Linked DNA regions of Zea mays: regions 1 and 3 are each linked to region 2. A link is a contact called in public Hi-C data. All regions are on one chromosome and are shown on one strand. The core of a region is the stretch at or near the end of the contact, and the rest is flanking DNA. Distances in the headings are between cores, read along the strand shown. Region 1 holds the start of LOC100272523 (GDT1-like protein 4). Region 2 holds the start of LOC100286105 (teosinte branched1 protein). Region 3 holds the start of LOC103653468 (transcription factor AIG1).

Region 1 (3,566 bases), core at 923-3,422, 460 kb after region 2:
TTCTTTTGGGCAAGGCAATCGCGCTATAAGCTAAAAGCAAAATTAGAAACCATAGAATGGTTCAAGAAAAATGATAAAAAAAAATGTGCAGCTAGCACTAAGGTCCACCCCCAAGTGTTGAGGAAAATGCAAATAATTGTTTGTATACTTCACAAGTGTGCCACATTGACTAAAATCTTCTTGCCATGTACTCCCTCTGTTCCAATTTATAATTCGTTTGACTTTTTTTGACACCAAATTTGACCGGCTCGTCTTATTAAAAAAAATTGCAAAAAAATGAAAAATTCAAAGCCATAAAATATATTATAAGCTTAATGATATCATAGTAATAGTAAATAATAATTGGGAAATTTTTTGAATAAGACGAGCTGGTCAAATTGATGTAAAAAAAGTCAAACGAATTATAAATTGGAAAGGAGGGAGTATAACTTAAGGGCATTTTTGTTACCATAGTGGATATGTGCAAGGATTATAGCTGTGAAGTTTAATAAGAATACAATGAAAGGATTATAGCTGCACCAGATTAATGCAAAGCCAATACAATCAGCACATGATTGATTATTGTATGTCTTTCGATCGAATTAAAAGTGAATAGAGAATGCCTCAAATAGCATACATTGACAACCATGTCCATGTTGGTGTCATATGCTTGAGTCCTCAAAGCAAACAGAGACACACAAAAGAAATAAATTCTTTGCCTTCTTGACATAGTAAACATCCAAAAGTCATTACAGTAACTTACCAGATTTGGTGCAACCCAACCTAGAGAAGCTGATAGAGCTGTCATCACCTAAAATTAGTAAATAAATCAATTAAACTATTTGTTAAAAAATGAACAGATAAAGAAAAAGGATACCATAGGTCAGCATGTAAAATCTCGAATATACTCACTATTAGTGCAGTCAAACAGCCTGCCAGGACCAGTTTCCTGGGATGGCGCATAGCCAATATCTAATAAAAAATAAATAGAGCATGAGTAATTCCAGAGCTCGAAACAAGGGTCATAAAAAAAAGAAGCGTGTAAATGCAGGCATTCGAAAATATTGAAAAGAAAGGGGGTATGTTTGTCTTGATAGGCCCAGACCCTGTCAAATCCCCCATCCTCCGAAGACGCAATTCTGGTGTACGCTGCTGAAACAATTCTGGTGGAAGAGGACCGCACCAAAATGGCAGGTTCGCGAATTTGGCAAGTGCATCAGCTACACGAAACTGCAGGCACAGTCTACGCCCACATGCGTGGAACCCACGCGCAACGATGAAATTGGGTGAAAATTTTGTGTCCGCAGCAAATCGAACGCACAATCAGTTTGGCCGGCGGAGGAGCGTAAAGAAATCCGAGCTCCCAATCTACAGCAGTACAGCTACCAGCTCGCTTGTCACTACTTAATAAGAAAATTAATAAAAAAAAGTCGTCTCAGCTCAGCAGCAGTAGAAACAGACAAGCGAATCGAGCCAAGAATTCGACAGCAAGGCGCTTCACCCGCTCGCTCTATCGGCGAATCTGCAGCTACCGCACGATCTCGTGACGGGATCGAGCCACCGCAAATTGTCCTCCGAACCGATTTACCTCCCACCCAACAGCCGAGCAAAGAGGCACGCCGCGGCGGCATACTGCCGAATATCTGGCGGGAGTGCACCCGGCCCGTCTACGCAACCACACGGGGCAACGGCGCACGCAAGCAGAGGCAGGCAAGGCAAGCAAAAGGACAGGAGCAAGAGCAGGCGACGTGAGGGGGATGGGGGAAGGAGGCCTACCGCGGCGGCGAAGAAGGTCTTGTCCCCGACCTCGGAGAGCACCGTCATGGCCAGCGACTTGGTGAAGCCCTGCACGCACGCACCTAGAACCATGAGCAAGAAGCCAAGCCACTTCCTCTGCTTAATTAACACACCTGAATGAAGAAGAAGGGGAGAGAGGAAGAGGAAAGGTGACCCCGAGCAGAGACGGCGCCATGGCGGAGGAGGGCGGCGGGGCGCCGCGATTCCGATCTCGGAGGGGGCGCGGGGTAGAGGTAGACTGGTAGAGCAGCCGAGGCGAAGAGCAGGGTCGGGTGAGAACGCGCGCGCGGGGCCGTCGGATCCGGGACGGGCGTCGGCGTCACGTGCGACGCCTTTTTTTTAAAGGCGCCGGCGCCAGGTGCGCTCACTGGGAAACGGGTCGGGAGTTGGTTGGGTCGGTATCGGGATCGGAGGTGACCGGAGCTCGTGTGGTGTGACCTGAGGCCGGCGGCGCCCGGTATCCTTGTGAGCCGTGCGCCGTCGATGCCGCATCCTGCGGCCTCGGGAAGCGGACGGGAATGGGCGAAGGCGAGAGCGTGGCCCGTGGCGCGGTGGCGGCGCATGGCAGACCATTTGCCATGTCCGTGTCGATTCGTTTTGGCCTTCTTGTCTCTTGTTTTTTTTTCTCATTGTTTAACTAACACATGCGAGTCGGCAACGTTGACACCGCAAAATTTCGTTCCGTTCTATTCCATCCCCGTATATGTGGTTGTGCGCGGAGCCTCCACTCCGCCGCGGGGAGGAAACGACCGCCCCGGCGGCGACTGCCGCGGCCGCGGCGCGGGGAGGAGGCGGCGGTGGTGGCCTCCAACGTCAGATCTAGTCGCAAAGCTTGTGGAATCAATTTATGGCGCGCGCACCGGCCGGTGGACGAAGCGGTCCCGGCTCGAGCGTGGGCCCATGGGAGAGAGGAAGGAGGCGCTCGCCGGGGGAGGTGTTTGTAACTAGGCTACATTCCTCTCATCCTATTAATTTGATGCGATAATTTACCATAAGTATCTCTCCATATAAGCTATAACTTTAACAAGTGTGTGGATTTCATGCTGTCAGGAACTAAAAATTGGGCAAAGGATGATGACAATATCTACGGTTGGTGTTCCAAATACAATAAAAATGCTAGCATCTCACAAGCTTCAGTCAACGCTGGCAGTCAGGTATGTTATTACGAATTTGAATATCACATACCATTAGCACTGGCGGTCAGTCACCATGCTATATTGCAGGCCTCTTATTTTTTTGCTTATGAAGATCCTCCGGTCACAAAACCTGAGCCCTATTTTAGCTTGTAATTTGTTAATACACTTAAGTATGATATCTGGTCACCACAATATAATTGGTTCAAGGCTTTGATTGCATAACTTCTGGTTGAGCAGCAACACATAATAAGGAACCGAGAAGCAGATGTAGCATTTCCCCCTGTAATATGTTGTTGACAAGTCTGTCGTGTTTGAAATCAGTCTGCATGCCCCAAATCAGAAGCTGCGGGAGACGATTGTTCCTAGCACCAAGTCTTACCCCTTGGGAGCACTAATGGATGATTGCAAGAGTTACTTCCTTGAAACTGGGTGCAGGGTATCCTTCGAGTACACTCTGCTAGGTATCAGATGATTCTATCTGTTTCAGGAGAAAATATTACTCAGCGACATTACTAACATGGCTAGAGTGGATTTCGTGGCCAGCTGGGATTAACGATGAAAAGGAGCATGCCGTAGAGCTAGCAGAACTACTTCGTATGTGTGGAGGTGGTTACCATGTGAACCTGATTCCCTATAACCCAATTGAAGGCTCCG
Region 2 (3,689 bases), core at 237-2,736:
ACCCAACTTATTAAAAGCAATGCTCAGCCTTAACCATTATTTGTTGATCAGTCTTACATTATACATGAGCCTCCACTGTAAGTGAGCTCATACACATTTTTCCCTACACTTGTTGAGCGATGAACATCCGTGAGCTCACCCTTGCAATAAACACCCCCATAGGTGAAGAGCAAGTGCCCCGAAGGAGGACTACTACGACGAGGTCTAAGTGTTGTCTCCCAGTCAGCTTGATGACACCAATGGATAATAATAATATTAGTTCGATTTATTTGTTATAAGTTATTTGGTAAGGTATTTTTGTTATGTAATAAAGTTTGTGACATTCGTCTCTATACACTGAGTCATTGTATGCGTTGATCTTCTTTGGCGCACATATGAGACACACCCGGATTTGCCCCTTAAATCTGGGTGTGACATCAGTAGAATACTAGTCCGCATTGTAACATCTACCTTTGGACTATAAAAGGGCAAGACAACCCTCATCCAAAGATCATCCCATATCCTCCCAGCTTTACACAAGCACCCGACTGTAACACGCTCTAAGCAATACGTACTACTGTCAACATTGTACTGGACTAGGGCTCCGGTCTGAACCAGTATAATCAACTCGCCTCAGATCCACCCTCGAGCTCCACCCGTAGCTCATCATTCGGAGTGAGTACCGCGCAAACACCCCTGCCGAACACAAATCTTATTGTCCACGGGTTCCGAAAACCACAACAAATAGTTATCCATATTAAAATTAATTAAAATCAATATCTATATATTGTTAACAATACAAAGTTACATTTTAGAGATGGACTATCGTTAGGTAATTATACATGCATGTTATCTGTTAAATTAAAATTATTGTTTTTTCTTTAGGGCTAGTTTGGCAACCCCATTTTTCAATGGAATTTCCAATTTTCCAAGGAAAAATGAACTAATTTCCCTTGGGAAAATGAAAAACTTTTGGAAAATAGGGTTCCCAAACTGGCCCTTATATAGCTAATTAGTCATGATTATAAGATTTGGATGGCTTCAAAACCTGGGGATGATGGTAATGTAGGGCATTTCATATTTTTATCGATGTGAAATTAGATAGATATATAGTAGCAGTCTTTTTTAAAGAAAAAATAATTGCGAACATTATCTATACAATCAAAACAAGCATACGGATATCCATATTGACAGCAAATAGATATCGGATCTTGCAGATATATCTAGACTAGACATCCGCATTGTCTCGAGGCCCTAGAACGACACGTATTACCCTGTGTGGGCCCTCCTGCTTTCTTACCCGACCTACTGCTATCTCCGATCGATCCATTGTGGCACCATGATGCTTCAGTGCACTAACGTACAAAAGCAGAGCGCTTTATTATTATTTATTTATACGTATATGGCAGTCATAGATCGCCAGCCACTGCTGCCTCAGCTCGGTCATTACCCTAACAGCGGGCCTCATCACCATCGGCGTCTACCTACCAGCAAGAGCAGTCAGTCACTTACCGAACCCTACTGCAGCTGCTTTTGTTTCCTTATGCCCTCGACCGCCGCGATGTCGTCGTCTTGGGACGGGTACGGCGGGCAGATCTTCCCCGCAGACATGTCGTCGTTCCACCGCCACCAGGACACCCTGGAGGCGGTGTTCCACCACCCGCCGCCTGAGACGACGACGACGACGGGGCTGCTGAGGAACGACGGGTCATCACCGGTGGTGGACGACGGCGGCGGCCACGCCGCACCGCGAAGGCGGCCGTTCCGGACGGACCGCCACAGCAAGATCCGCACGGCGCAGGGCGTGCGCGACCGCCGGATGCGGCTGTCGGTCGGGGTCGCGCGCGAGTTCTTCGCGCTGCAGGACCGCCTCGGCTTCGACAAGGCCAGCAAGACGGTGAACTGGCTCCTCACCCAGTCCAAGCCGGCCATCGACCGCCTCGTCGACGCCGCCGCCGCCGCCGACGACCCCGCGGCCGTAGCAGCCTCAGGAGGCCGACGACCGACGGTGGTGAGGGGCAGAGGCGAGGGCAGCTCCTCGAGCACTTGCTGCTGCTTGACGGACTCGAGAGAGGCCGCCGAGGAGGCGACGGGGAACGGGAGAAGCAGAGGCGGCCCTGACGACGGGCCACCGGCAGCGCTTCTGGAAGGACACGGCGGCTGCGGCGAGCTGGGCTGGATCATGTCGGGAGCGCCCACAGCAGCGGTGGCAACGACGACGACGACGACGCCGCAGCAGCCGGACGGGCACGAGTACTACTACCAGTATTGCCTGCAGCTCGAGGAGATGATGCGATGCAGCAACGACGAAGGAGAAACAACGCCAGGTGATTTCTTGTATGGTATGCAGACGCGTGATAGGTCTTGAGCTCTCTAAACGCGCGTGAGAGGATTTTCCATTACGTCCTGAGATTATGCTGATCTGCTGCCATGATGATCCATTACTACTGCATATCTATCTAGTACATATAAATCTCAACTGGTTCTTTATCTCATCAATCAAGATCCAAAGGCCCATTAGCCCGGGTTTGTGTTATCGACTTTTGCATTGGTTAATGGCAATTAACCTTATTATGATTCACTATGACATGTTCGTCAATTGTTCACATATACATAATCGTGCTAATGGTATCTGTTACTTTCAGTGCACTGATGACGTATAAACATTATTTATATGAAGTTGTTGCGAGTTCTGAGCTTTGTAGAAAACTCCATGGACATATCTATGATCCTTTAAACACAATATTATTTGAACACGGGATTTCAACCAACTAGCACAGATGAAATAAAAAAATAGCTATGGAACCTGGCTAGTGATGCTAGAAATTAAATTACATATTCTTCAGGAAAGATAGATACCAGTGGCAAATTAATACTAACCAATAGTAACACATGGACGATATTGATAATTTGCTTAATTAATCTCAAATATTTGACAGATTTGCATAAGAATCAGAATGGGATTATACTTGAATTATCTGGAACAAATGGTATTATTGTTTTTCAGGCCTTTTGAGTTACACGGTTTGGAGTACGTGAGAATATGTACACTTCATTTATTCCAGTTCCTTATATCATAAATTTAAATTCATTCCCTTAGTTTTGCCACCTTCCTCATTTTTAACTTTAGTTATATTTTTTCTCAGTTTTGTCATTCTGTTATATAACACTAGAATGGTAAACTGAGAAAAAAACACGACTAAGAATAGAAATGAATAGAAATGAGGACACCAGCAAAACTAAAGACACCACCTTAAAAAACCGAACTAAATAATGCATCGTCGAAGAGTTTAAGTGGTATACAAATAAGAAAACCAACAATTTACATATGGTCAATGGTGATCGACGTGTCACCACATTTGAGTTATATGGAGCTTCTCCACCACCAGATTAATTATCCTCTCGCTCTAAAAACAGTAGAGTATAGGAGAATGAGGTGAAGAAAAAAAAAACTACTTCAGCAGATCCCCTTTCTCCGTTCCATTTCTCCTATATTTATCCCAAGTTCCCAACGACTCAAACCTCCATCCACTCAATCCCTCAAATAGAGGGGATCCTCCCACCATTTTTTCTCAATCCTCTTTGTTCCTCTTCTAGTCGCCGTGAGAGCACCGACCGCTCTGCTGCCGCACGCCGCTACTGCATCACCGGAGCTCATGAGTCGCTAGCTGCAGCGCCGCTCTGCAAACGCTGCCACCTCAAGCAGGAGA
Region 3 (3,571 bases), core at 497-2,996, 290 kb after region 2:
GGGGGTGAGCCTGATGAGCTCTGACACGAGCGTGCGCGCTTGTCTTGCACGGACCGCTCGATCTCCACCCCGCAGGAACGCAGCGGGGGAAGCAGGGCGCGCGCGGTCTCCCACGGGACCAAAGCCTCCTGCGTCATCCTTGCTGCCTGCCATGCCATGTCACCTACTGCTACCTATGACCATTTTTTTTTCACTTGGTCGTCTAACCTATCTATGACCATCTCATCTTGTCTTTGTTTTGTCCCCTTTTGTAGTTTGTCCTAACATATATAGAGGCCCTACCTTGCAACATATATTATTGGAAATGTGCCTTGAAACGAAATTCCTGTCTCAAAATATATATGATCATTGTAAATATGTATGACATTACTACTCACCAGGGAGATAGTTATTGGAAGAAATTAAAGATTAAGTTGAGGCGATTCCATCAGAAATGGGATTGCTTGCAGTGCTCTTGATTATTTCAACCATGTAATTATATATGCTATGGGTGAAGGTTTATAGAGCCAGCCAGTGTCACACTAGCGGTGGTAGCGCGGGTGTCCAAAGAAACTGGCTAAGCTGTCTAGTTAGGTAGCAAGCTCGGTTACACCCTGTGTGTTACCCTGAGCTGTTTGTTAGCTGTCTGTTCAATCTGAATTGAACAGTCCGGTAATCAAGCTAGTGGCCATTTTCTTGTCGCCTGCTCGATCTGAACTGAACAGTGGGCGATCAACCCAAGCTATGAACTGATCTCGCGATCGTGCATCTCTGCAGGGCCACCAAGCTGGCAGGTTCTAGCTAGGGTTTCGTCATAGATGGATGGATGGATCTACACGCGGTTAGCATAACATGCACAGGATGTGATGTGATGTCATGGGTGTACCAAGTAACCTCATCACCTTGGAGGTGTTGGGGAGCAGGCTGCGGAGCCTGGCGAGGTGGCTGTTGATGCGCTGGCGGCGGCGGCGCTCGGCCTCGCTGTGGCTGCGAGAGGCCGCCAGCGCCTTGGCGTCCATGATCTCCTTGGCCGCCATCCGCCCCAGCTCCATCTGCAGGGTGCCCAGAAGGCCGGACACCATCCTCGACCCGTGCTGCATCGCCGACGTCCCACCACCGGCTGCGGCAGCCAGACCGTGCGGCGCAGGCAGCGCGGTCTCTGGGCCGCCGAACACCCCGAATTGTCCACCCACCCCGCCGTCGCTGTACCCGCCGCCGCCGAAGCCGAAAGGGCTCGCGGCCGCCTCAGCGCCCGACGGCCCCGGCTGCGCGTGGTGTGGGGCCATGTAGGAGAACCCCGGCGCGGCGCCGGCGGCCGGGCCGAGCCACGGCAGGAGCGCCGGGCCGGCGCCGTGCCCGTAGTCGGCCGCTCCTGATCCGGCGGCCTGCAGCAGGAGCGCCTCGTGGCTGCCGTGAAAGCCGCCGCCTTCCCACATCCCGATCGGTCGGTCGGCGGCGCCCCTCTCGCAGGAGCTGAGGTAGCGTAACGGTAGCTTGCTGGTGGATTCTTGGGGACGGCGCGGCGGCTGCTTCGCCTCGTGTGGTGCTCTCGCTTCTTCTCTTTGCTTTGCCGGTCAAAGGAAAGCGTGGGACGGCCGGGTGGTGCCTTTTAAACTCTCGGTTGTGTCGACCTGCCCACTTCGTTGCGCGACACTCGTGTGTGGCTTTAGGCCGTCCGCCATAGCTTTTTGCTATGCGTCCTGTCGCCTTTTCGCACCGCGGAGGGGGTGAGCTGGTCGCCTAATTGTCGATCGAGACGGCTAGGGCTCCCTCGTCGACGGCACTAGCTAGCTAGGCTACTTGATGAGTACTTAAGGGAGCGGTGCACATTCCTTGCTCGTGTTATTATCTTTAGTAACAATTAAACATACTCTAAAGTTACAATAATATGCGACGCTTAGCTTATTGTGTCATTAACTGGCCGATCTATTTTGAAGTTTGTTTTACGATAATGTCGTATGTGCTTCACTGCTTCAACTAGTCTGCTAATCAAAACTTGGAGTATTATGCTCGAATGCGTGCTCATGTATATGCAACTCAGATGCGTATGAGTGTGAAGGACCATTGAAACACGTTGTATATATTTCAGTTTATTCTGGTATCGGACTAGCTCTGAACCACGTGTGGACACATTTTTTAGTTGGATCCCCATCGAACAGCTTTGAACGTGAAGGACGTCGAAGAAACATTTTGCTTTTCGACATTATTAGAGATAGGAAAGGATAGGGCTGGTAATAGATCGGATCATGATCTAAATGCTTGCTTCCTCATAATTTGTATGAGCCAGTAATTAATTTTAGTTTAAAAATAAATAGAAATAGAGCTCGAATCTAGTCATATGATCCTTAGATTTTGTAGTATAAAATTTAGAGTGTATTACCATCCATAGTGACTAGGTTTCGGAATCGATGGTAACGAGAAACAGTAACGTGGTTCACGGTTCGCTACTAAAAGTAGGTTTTAACACTACGAGAACGAGATTATATTGTTCCCACATTTTTTAAAAGGAATTGTTGTTCCCGTAACGAGAAACATGACCAAGTTCCACGTTTCCAGTTTCTAAGTTATCACCCCACAAGAGGTTTTCAAAAAAAATAGACCATTGTGTCGAGTGGATTTCCAGCCGCTGCTTGACAATTTGGCTGGTAAATTATCGGCATGGAAAGGGAAGCTGCTTGATAAAGCTGGAAGACTGACTCTGGTAAATTCAGTGCTCACGGCTGTCCCGGTGCATTTTTTGACAGTTTTCCCTTTGAAGAAGTGGACCATTAAGAAGATCGATAAAATTAGGAGGTCTTTCCTTTGGAGAGGTGCTGAAAATGCTAATGGTGGGCACTGTCTAGTGAATTGGACCAAGTCTGCCAGACCGAAATCCTTGGGTGGCCTTGGCATCTTGGATCTAGAGCGTTTCAGCCGTGCTTTGCGCCTCAGGTGGCTTTGGCTCAGCTGGACTGATTCTAATAGGCCGTGGGCTGGTTCTCAGATACCCTGTGATAAAATAGATGCAGCTTTGTTCCGGGCATCAACATCTGTAACGGTTGGCAACGGACTGAAGACAAATTTTTGGCATGACGCTTGGCTCTCAGGCAAAGCTCCGATTGACATTGCACCTAGCTTGTACCCCCTGGCATGGCGCAAAAATCGATCGGTGGCTGAATAATTGGTTAACCTCAATTGGACGAGAGGTCTATGGAGAATGGAAAATGTTCAACAGATGGCTGAATTCATACAATTGTGGAACCATATTGAGGGGGTGCAGCTCAATGACCTGGAAGATTGCATTCGGTGGATATGGACCGAGAATGGAGTGTACTCTTCCAAATCAGCTTATCTTGCACAATTCAAGGGCTCTTACAGTGCTTTCAAAGCAAAAACTATCTGGAAGGCGCATGCCGAAGGGAAACATAAGTTCTTTGTGTGGCTGCTCATTCAAGCAAAGATCCTCACAGCAGATAAACTAATTCAAAGAAATTGGCCATGCAATCCTGTGTGTGTCCTTTGCGATCAAGAGCCGGAGACTGCGACTCACCTTTGCCTCAAGTGCCCATTTGCTTTGGAAGTGTGGGAGTTAGTCAGGTCGTGGACCAATAAT

The links. Hi-C and Micro-C count contacts between places; a contact is called where the count stands out from the background.
Region 1: a Hi-C map of leaf shows a contact between it and region 2, with 6 times the contacts expected there. The contact joins the promoter of LOC100272523 here to the promoter of LOC100286105 in region 2. A contact is called at or near these places in 2 of 25 Hi-C or Micro-C datasets (ear and leaf).
Region 3: a Hi-C map of ear shows a contact between it and region 2, with 2.2 times the contacts expected there. The contact joins the promoter of LOC103653468 here to the promoter of LOC100286105 in region 2. A contact is called at or near these places in 2 of 25 Hi-C or Micro-C datasets (ear and tassel).

What each region holds. Positions count from the first base shown.
Region 1 is chr4:85,977,258-85,980,823 of Zm-B73-REFERENCE-NAM-5.0, forward strand. LOC100272523 (GDT1-like protein 4) reads right to left here and starts at 2,173. Exons shown (of 12, transcript NM_001365868.1): 1 at 1,931-2,173; 2 at 1,756-1,824; 3 at 892-951; 4 at 743-790. The coding sequence starts at 1,951. LOC103655381 reads left to right here and starts at 2,480. Exons shown (of 5, transcript XM_020552113.2): 1 at 2,480-2,588; 2 at 2,789-2,930; 3 at 3,234-3,373; 4 at 3,456-3,566. The coding sequence starts at 2,480. It overlaps LOC109946030 (a long non-coding RNA gene), which reads right to left and starts at 1,749. Exons shown (of 2, transcript XR_002269124.1): 1 at 1,481-1,749; 2 at 1,091-1,382.
Region 2 is chr4:85,519,332-85,523,020 of Zm-B73-REFERENCE-NAM-5.0, forward strand. It overlaps LOC100286105 (teosinte branched1 protein), which reads left to right and starts at 1,487. Exons shown (of 1, transcript NM_001158993.2): 1 at 1,487-2,496. The coding sequence starts at 1,523. The coding sequence ends at 2,347.
Region 3 is chr4:85,807,348-85,810,918 of Zm-B73-REFERENCE-NAM-5.0, forward strand. It overlaps LOC103653468 (transcription factor AIG1), which reads right to left and starts at 1,747. Exons shown (of 2, transcript XM_008680362.4): 1 at 882-1,747. The coding sequence starts at 1,415.